2 separate regions of the Bombyx mori genome follow, and region 1 is linked to region 2. Evidence: chromatin contacts called from public Hi-C data. All regions are on one chromosome and are shown on one strand. Each heading gives the region's core, a stretch centred on a gene start, on an enhancer-like site or on the middle of the called end of the contact. The rest is flanking DNA. Distances are from core to core; before and after follow the strand shown. Region 1 overlaps LOC101737263. Region 2 holds the start of LOC101737263.

Evidence for each region. Hi-C and Micro-C count contacts between places; a contact is called where the count stands out from the background.
Region 1: a contact with region 2 is called in a Hi-C map of middle silk gland, with 2.1 times the contacts expected there. The contact joins the enhancer-like site here to the promoter of LOC101737263 in region 2. A contact is called at or near these places in 6 of 7 Hi-C or Micro-C datasets (middle silk gland, posterior silk gland, an unstated tissue and 1 more).

What each region holds. Positions count from the first base shown.
Region 1 is chr21:4,864,650-4,869,238 of ASM3026992v2, forward strand. LOC101737263 reads left to right here. Exons shown (of 23, transcript XM_038018626.2): 8 at 38-231; 9 at 1,030-1,168; 10 at 1,745-1,910; 11 at 2,405-2,561; 12 at 3,146-3,246; 13 at 3,746-4,096; 14 at 4,542-4,589. Among protein-coding and RNA genes, the nearest start is that of LOC134200849, 7.2 kb to the right of the region's middle. Within about 2 kb of position 2,447, at least 3 of the 8 cell types and tissues checked have open chromatin away from gene starts, as enhancers often do.
Region 2 is chr21:4,816,220-4,820,894 of ASM3026992v2, forward strand. It overlaps LOC101737263, which reads left to right and starts at 2,544. Exons shown (of 23, transcript XM_038018626.2): 1 at 2,544-2,673; 2 at 3,050-3,146; 3 at 3,457-3,524; 4 at 4,280-4,675. The coding sequence starts at 3,459.

The sequences.
Region 1 (4,589 bases), core at 1,197-3,696, 48 kb after region 2:
TTCTGGGTACATAATTAATTAAATTATCACTTTTCAGTTCAAAACCCGAAGGCAAAGCCAAGAATTCGGTGACGCACACAGATTACCCGCCAGGGTTGCTGGCTCCGCCGCCGTACTGCGAGCGCTGGGTGCGGCGCAGGCAGCAACACTTCATGCTGCCCTACGACATCTGGTGGCAGCAACATTACAACCAGCCGGTGCCCTCATGGAACTACAAAAAGATTCGGACAAGTGAGGACATTACTTTTGATGTGAAACAAATATATAACCGCACGTAAAATCTAATGCGTGGCGTGGTGACGGGTTGCCATACGCAAACGTCTGCTTCTTAAGACATTCGCGTGAGCAACGTCTTACAACGTCATGTTTTTAAAATTATGAAATGGCGTAACGTCATGTTATGACCGCCTCTACATGATCATATTTATTTTGTCGGAACTTTTTTGGGCGTCTATTTTTTTTTTTTTTTATTGCTTTGATACCTGGTGTTAAGTGGTTACTGGAGCCCATAGACACCTACAACGTAAATGTGCCACCCACCTTGAGATATAAGTTCTAAGGTCTCAGTATAGTTACAACGGCTGCCCTACCCTTCAGATCGAAAATTACTGCTTCACGGCAGAAATATGGGCAAATTCCTATGGCGCATCTACTTAGCGCCATGACGTAAGATGTACGTACTACAGCGGGTTGTTTTTAGACGTTCCTAAACTTTGTATGGGAAAAAGGTGTGCCACAGTAGCAATATTCAGAAATGAGGTTGCTCACGCGAACGTGTTAATATCAATGTTTTATTGTTCATTATGCCACAAATGTCGTATACTATCCTTTTACGCATCTATTTACATCTGTACAAAGTAATATTAATGTTTCATATCGGCCAATCTTCCTGCCATTATTCCTGCCAAAGCTCACTACATACATACTTACATACTTTTTATATAAAAATTGAATAATTTTCCTATCTCTGTGATCCTTATAAACTGTGTAAATACATTTAATGAAACAAATTGCAATATCCTCGGCCAGACGTGTACTACGACGTGAAGCCGTCGGCCGAGGAGTGCGAGAGCGTGGCGTGCAACTGCGCCCCGCAGTCCGGCTGCAACGAGGACTGTATCAACAGACTTGTTTATTCCGAATGTTCTCCTCAGCTGTGCCCTTGTGTGTGAGTTGATTCTTTCTATATTATTTCGTTTTGATACTCGCCTTAATTTTGTAGGCAGCGGCTTGGCTCTGCCCTTGGCATTGCTGAAGTCCATGGGCGACGGTAACCACTCACCATCAGGTGGGCCGTATGCTCGTCTGCCTACAAAGGCAATAAAAAATAATAATAATAGCATAAGAAATGTAATGTTTTCATTTAGAATTTCTGATAAATTTTTTATTGCTTAAATGGGTGGACGAGCTCACAGCCCACCTGGTGTTAAGTGGTTACTGGAGCCCATAGACATCTACAACGTAAACGCGCCACCCACTATGAGACATGAGTTCTAAGGTCTCGGTATAGTTACAACAGCTGTCCTACCCTTCAAACCGAAACGCATTACTGCTTCACGGCAGAAATAGCCAGGGTTGTGGTACCTACCTGTGCGGACTCACAAGAGGTCCTACCACCAGTAGGCATTCATTCATGATTCATTCTTAGCAGTATAAGGGTTGTTCTCTCATCAGTAATGAGAATGATTCCTGTTTTTTTTTATAGTCATCAATATGTTTATACCATTATGTTTGAAATCTGCAGAGATAAATGTAAGAATCAAAGGATACAACGTCACGAGTGGGCGTCCGGCTTGGAGAAATTCATGACCGAGAACAAAGGTTGGGGCGTGCGCACCAAGCATAAGATCACGTCGGGCGACTTCATACTAGAATACGTCGGCGAGGTCGTCTCCGATAAAGAGTTTAAGGTGAGTTTGGAAATATAAGCGGTACCGTTTGCAAAGCAACAAATATTTTTTTCTCCTACCTACGCCAAAAGTTCGGTTTTCGTCCCGTTGTACAGGAAAGAAAGTGTAACTTTTCCTCTGTGGGTACTTACAAGTGCGCATGCGCGTTAGTGTCTACGTCTGCTCTCACGCACCTAAAATTCTCCGCCATTGTTGTGCTCGGGTAATTTGCAATATTGTGCTTAGTGTAAAAGTGTAATAAACAAAAGGCAATAAAATTTAATAGTGAAGTATTAAACAAAGATGAGTTCATCAGACAGTTCTTATTCAATTAGTAGTTTATTTAAAAATTAAAAAACATTGAAATTGTTTTTTTATGAGTATATAGCCTATATAGTATATAGCTTTCGGCTCGGGTGGCAATTTTACACGCGGGAGGAAATGTCCTACTTTTCTCCCTTGGTGCACAATGTACTATTGGTAGAGCTGAATGGTGACTGTGTGGAAATGCCCAGGAGCGCATGGCGACGCGGTACGCGCGCGACACGCACCACTACTGCCTGCACCTGGACGGCGGGCTCGTCATCGACGGCCACCGCATGGGCGGCGACGGCAGGTTCGTCAACCACTCCTGCCGACCCAACTGTGAAATGCAGAAGTGGACTTCTAATGGTGATTGCGGATTTCCTACTTTAACACTAATCATACAAACACTCACTGGTACCTATTTCTACTATAGCAGGAAGATAAATAAATAAATAATAAATAAATAAATATTTACTAACAATCACGCCACGTTAATTGGTCCCGTGATAAGTTCGTAAAGAACTTGTGTTACAGGTACCAGATAACGGAAATAAATGTAAGATTTTTATTATACACATACATATATTTAATATACATCCATAACCCTGGAAAAGACATTTATATTTATCATACAAATATCTTCCCTTGGCGGGATTCGAACCCGCAACCCCCTTGTGTAGTGACCATGTCACTTACCACTACACCAGACGGCCGTGGTATACGGCAAGTATTACGCAAAATAAACAAAACCAAACAAAAAAAGTATAATAACTGTAGATTAATTGGTAAGAAAAATGCATGAAGTCAAATGTGCAAAAGCATTAAGATGGCACGTGCATTTTCAATGCAAAAAATCAAAATGGTTCATTTGACCCATTATGATATTTTTAGTGTTAAAAACTCTGGAGACGTTCGTAAATGTGTTGTTATAACGAACGATTTGATTGCAGGCACGTTTCGTATGGCCCTGTTTGCTCTGCGGGACATCGAGTCGGGCGAGGAATTGACTTATGATTACAACTTCTCGCTGTTCAATCCGGCAGTCGGTCAGGTATGAATACCCATCATAATAACATTCAAGAAAATACCGTCGAACAATTTTTTGTTCGTTGTTACACTACGAGTATTTTATTGTGTTGAGTTGTATTAAAAAATTCACGCATTAGAGGCCCTATAACTAATTTTTTTAAGGGATTTTATGACCTGATAACTAAGACCTTTAGGTCCTGTCTTATTTTAATTTATATTCTTATTTTTATGAAAAATGATAATGGTGTAAAATGAAATGAAGATGATTAATTTGAGACATTTCAACTGGGATGAAATAAAATGAAATGAGATGATATGGGATGAAATATAAGGCTTTCCTGTGATATAGATAATTTAAAAATTTGTACAATTGCTGCCAGTTGAAGGTTCTTTGATTTCTGGCATTGTTCGATAGTTTGTTATTGATTTGTAGATTAGATATTGTTTGTCATTTCATATATTAAACGTAATTCACATTAATTGGCAGTCAGAATACAAGTTTAAAAAAAAAACCTTTTCAGCCTTGTAAATGTGATTCGGAAGATTGTCGCGGTGTGATTGGTGGAAAATCGCAGCGCATCACCAAACAGCCACTGAAGACCCAATCACGGACGCCGTCAAACGCGTCCAACCAATCGCTAGGCTCCAACGGAAACCAACCACGGGTAGGTCGACCGAGGAAAGCGGTCAAATGCAACAAGAAGTCTGAACAGCAGGCTGTTAGTACATGCGACATCAAGAACATGACCATACTGAAGTACCAACAGCACTTGAACAAACTGTGGCAGGAACCACAAATGAAACCTCTCACGGCGAAAGAGAGGAATCTGGTCAAGGAGCGACACTGTTTCCTATTTAGAAACTTGGAAACTGTAAGTAAACTTTAATGATCTACTCTAGGCCTAGTGCCTGATATATTGTACCCTTTAAAGTTCACATAACAACAGACAAATATTAAGCGTTTGCCTCTAAATCATATCATTGAAAAGCCCATGCACACTGTCAAATTTATTGTAAGGCAAACCAGTGAACGTAATCAGACAAAACACAATTGAATAAAGTTTATGGGCAGTTATTGTGAAACTCTTCAGAATGTGCAATAAAATAAAACATTAACAACTAAAACATGTTTTAATGTTAGTTTAAAAAATCGAAATCTGTCGTATGATGTGCCTCGAAAAACTTGCAAATGATGTAGTGATTTGATTTTTGGTAAACATTTTTTGTTAATAAAAAAAAAGTTAAATTATCCGACAAAAATCTTCTTAGAATATTGATGATTGCCGTTTGATTGATTAATAATAATTCTGTTCGCAGGTAAAACGCATGCGCGATCGTATGTCTCTCTCATTGCCGGCGTCGCCC
Region 2 (4,675 bases), core at 1,294-3,793:
CCATCTGCCATGTACTTTTGTCAGTTTTTCAATGTTTATTATTGATGATCACTTTGTTGGTGCGATTAAATAAATTAATTAATTAAAACCAAGGTGTGCCAGCCCTAGCTAATTTCTCTACTAATACCGGTCACTCACATTCGCACGAATACGCAAACCCACAAGTGTAGGACGACATTTGCAAATGATTATGCAAAGTTTTCGCTGCATTCGTGGCTTTCCAAGCTGTGTCGGTTTTTTAACGGACACCAAATTGCGCGAACCGCGATCCTTCGCGCACGATTACGAAGGTAATGGACGTTTCGCCATTTTCATAGTTCGTGACATCTACTGTATAGCGTACCTTCATCATGGATTGGAACAACACCAAGGTGATGGAGTTCATTGAGCTCCTGCAAAATGAATCGACCATATGGGACCCTCAAAAGAAATCCCATAAAAACAGAATGGCCGTTAATGACGCCTGGGAAAGAGTTAAAAACTCTTTTTCTCTTCAATGTTCTATTGACGAATTAAAAAAGAAGAGAAATTCGTGAGATATTCGTAAATAAGTGTAGGAGGAAGCGCAAACGGGTTCGCAAATTGAATACCGAACCCCATTTGCACAGCCGTAGCCGCTAAGTTTGTGAATGAATGTATGACGGCCACTCACATGCGCCCGAACATTCGTACAATACACTAATTTCGTCCCTAATAACCGCAATTTCTGGGTAAATAGGGATAGCACCTATTTTTGCTTTTTTTGCTTAAACTGGATAACAAAGGTACCCCCAAGGCTCAATCATTTTAATCCTGATATAGCATTTTAAACATCAACAACAACCTTAAAATTGTTCATCAAGTTGGAATTTGTCCCTAATCACCCCGTTTTGCCGGTATCTCTAGTAAGTTTGCATGAGGTTGGTGGCTAGTGGTTTTACCATAGCATAGGTATACCTACCTATGTAGGTACTTACTACCATGACATGGGGTAAATTGGGATCCTGGGGTAAATTGGGACAAACCTGCGGAAGATTCTCAAAGTACCTGTAGCACGGAATCAACCTAATTTTGTTTATGTTAATATTTATCAATGTATAGAAGAAAAACCAAGTTAACTATGGAAGTACTAAATATGAGTTAAGTTGGTCCCAAAAATTCGTCAAATTAAATTGAAAATAGTGGTTGAAAAGTGCGTTTTAAAACAGCTTAAAGAACTTTTAAAAAAAGTAATATTATCATTGTTTTTTCAATAAGATCACAGTTTATATAAGTTTTTAATACACCTGGAAATACCACAACAAACGGTAAGTTGCAATATTCTTATTTTAAATACAATATTTCGACAAAATAAAAAATGTATATTTTTTCCTTTCTTTTTGGGGAAAATTGGGACGTATGTAGGGTAATTGGGAACGAGACTGGAAAAATTAGGGACGAGAAAACACAAAATTGGAACGCGAAAAGACAAAATAGGGATGGCTTGTTAGGGTTGTCACTGATATCTTATAATAGATTTTTTAGCCTATACTATCACTTAATTGCGTGATGTAAAGAAGGTTAATGTGTTTATCAGTTAGTTTATGTAAGTATTATAGGTAAAAAAAAAGTATATATATATAATTACTTTTTTTTCGCGACATTTACCTTGTAATATCTGCCCGGTCGTATGTTCTTTATAGCAATAAAAAAAATTAAAAGTTAAAAGAACTCAAACGAAGCAAAACTTTTGTTATTTCAGAATCTATTCACGCGTCGAATCATGATTTTGTTAACATTCAAAACGCACACACAAATAAAAACAGGCCTCAGATTTTAAATGTAACATTAATTAAAAATCCGAGATATCCAATTATGAGTGAGTGAATTAATTGAGTTTAGTTATTTAGCTTAGAAAGAATTTCTTTTATTTTTGTTATTATTGGCAGTAATCAGATAAAGCTGTTTTTTTATCTTATTCACCTGATATGTTACTCTTGCTCAAAGATTATTTTGAAAATGTTGATTAAATAAAATTGTATTATTGCATTTCCAGTCCTTTTGTTTTCTATTTTTTATTCTATTTTATCATTTTGTTTCAGAGTTGTGATTTTTAAGGAAATTAAATAATAATTTTCTAAAATATAACATGCACATACTTTTTTTGATCAATTTATTGTTGATTATCATTCACGTCACATCGCTTCGGAATAGAAACCAGCTTAATTTACACTATGTTGTGTATTGTGCTTAAATTATGGATTGTATTCATCATTTCGGTCCATATAAATAATTATATGGCACCTACCTACATATCGCAGTACTGCGAGTTGACAACCCTTACAAATATCCCAATTTAACCCTTAACCGTGTCAATTTACCCCGGACGCTGGGTAAATTGGGACGGCCATTATTTTACCGATTATTTCTTTAAAATTAATAATTAAAATTATGTAACGGTTTTTATCACCTAGGTACGTTCAAGACTCAACTTATTTCTTTGGTTGAGCAGTGACTATTTAATTGGAACTATTTTAAAATTCAATCTGAAGGTCGATTTTGTCCCTATTTACCCCATTGTACGGTACTTACGTATGATGTCCAATTTTTATACGAAGTGATTTGTAAACATGGAGGCCAAGTTATGCTATACTGTGAAGTAATTCTTGTTTTCGGATTGTTTTGTTTAATTTCTTGATGGAGTTTATTTTTGTGGTTCGTAAGATACTTTCATTCGGTATATTAATCAATTTATGTTTAGTTTCTATAGTGATGTTATGAGTTTCTCTTTATAAATTAGAATCGTAAACGTATGCACTTGGCGCCAATGCCCTAAAAGACCGTTATGCATGCCTAATATGACGGGTCTTACACGAAGGAAGAACAATTTCTAAAATATCTAATTGTATTTCAGTTAATGTTTCTATTGGTTTACCGATAGCGCTCAATTTCATTGCGTTTAAAAGTGGACCTTCAAGTGTCGTCAGAACTGTCATTCTTACAAATTAGGCTGTAAAGAAATTCAATATTTACAGTAAATATTCGTAATAAGGCGTAAATAAGTAATGCTGTATAATAATTTTGCTTACAGCTATTTTACTTTTTAGATAACTGTACCATTACGGAGTTTTGATTGAAATGAGGGGATTCATGCTATCGTATTTGGAAACATCTTGACCAACCTTGAAGTAAGTACTTCACGCATATAGACTAAATTTGAAAAAAAAAACATTAAATACAACATGTTTTGTACGACATATTTATGTCAGAGAGATCGATTATTAAAGTTCTAATAGTAAAACTAGAGTAAGGCCTATAGTGCTTGATAAACACATAACATAGCTTTAAACATTGACAAAAACTTAATTACAGTATTATATTTCTACTTGCATCAAGTTCAAGGTTGGCTCATAAAACTCAGTGTTTATTTATATTTTGTATTAGTTAAATTTCATTTTATTTTGGGTGAGTATTTAATAATAAATTATTTATTTACAGAAATGAGCACAGACTTACCAAAAAACCAGAATTCAAGCGGTGAAACTGATTCTAATAGTGATTCAGAGGTTAGTATTGTATATAAAAATTTTGTTGATTCCTAAAGTTGAAAGTACAAAACATTTTTTTAGTTCTGGTTCTCTCTGACTTAAAAAGTCCGTATTATATTTGGAGTTCTTTTGGAAGTTTGGTAAATTTATAAAAGTATATTCAAAAGTTAAAGTATATTAAGTTTACAAGTTAAGTATTGATGATAAATGGTTACCTGAACCCATAGATATCACCTTGACTGCCCATGTACACCTTGAGGCATGAGGCTAAAATGTTAATTGCCTTACAGTTGTATTGATTATATGTTGTTCTAATGACAAACTAGAATGCATAAGTACTTTGCTGAAATATCCAGTACCGACCTGTCCTAGAATACAGTGCACCTTACCAACAGATTAGATAAGAAATGCAGAATTAGGTTAGAAAGTAAATTAGGAAATCCTCATACCAGTGATATAATACTAGGGATAGTAGTAGTATATTACTACTAATAATAATGTAGTAATGGTATATAACCAGGAGAAGTGGTGATTACTCATGAGGTACATAACATTTGAACACAGCAATGATAGGTACTGAGTGATGACCATGATCACTGCGACAAGATTGATATGACAAAGAAGAATATACCAACAGGGATAGCTATATGATGGGTAGTACTAACAGTAGCATGAATAAACCGCATCATATACCTGTTTTTTCTTATGGATAGTCTTATAATTAAAATATTCTGATCTCACAACAAATATGAAATTTAATTATTGTTTTACAGAATAGTGTCTCTACTGAATCATCAGGCAGTGACTGGAAGTGTTCGAATGCTAAACAGAGTTTGGCTCGGAAACCACACTTTTCAGTCACATCTTGTGATACTGGCTTAAAACTGAAAATAGCAGCCATACCACCTAGAAAAGTTTTACCCAAGAAGGCTGCCAAACCAACTGTAAAAAAGAAAACAAACTCAAGTACTAGTACTCCTGTTAAAGAGCGAACCACAGCAGTCAAAAAGAAATCTCAACTATCAGAAACTAGTTCTAGTTCAGATTCATGCAGTAAATGTTCATCAGATTCATCAAGTGATGATGATATACCCTTGAAGGCAGTCTCTAAAACTTTACCTTCTAAATGTTCTCCATCAAAGTCACAATTGAAGTCTAGGAGTGATAGT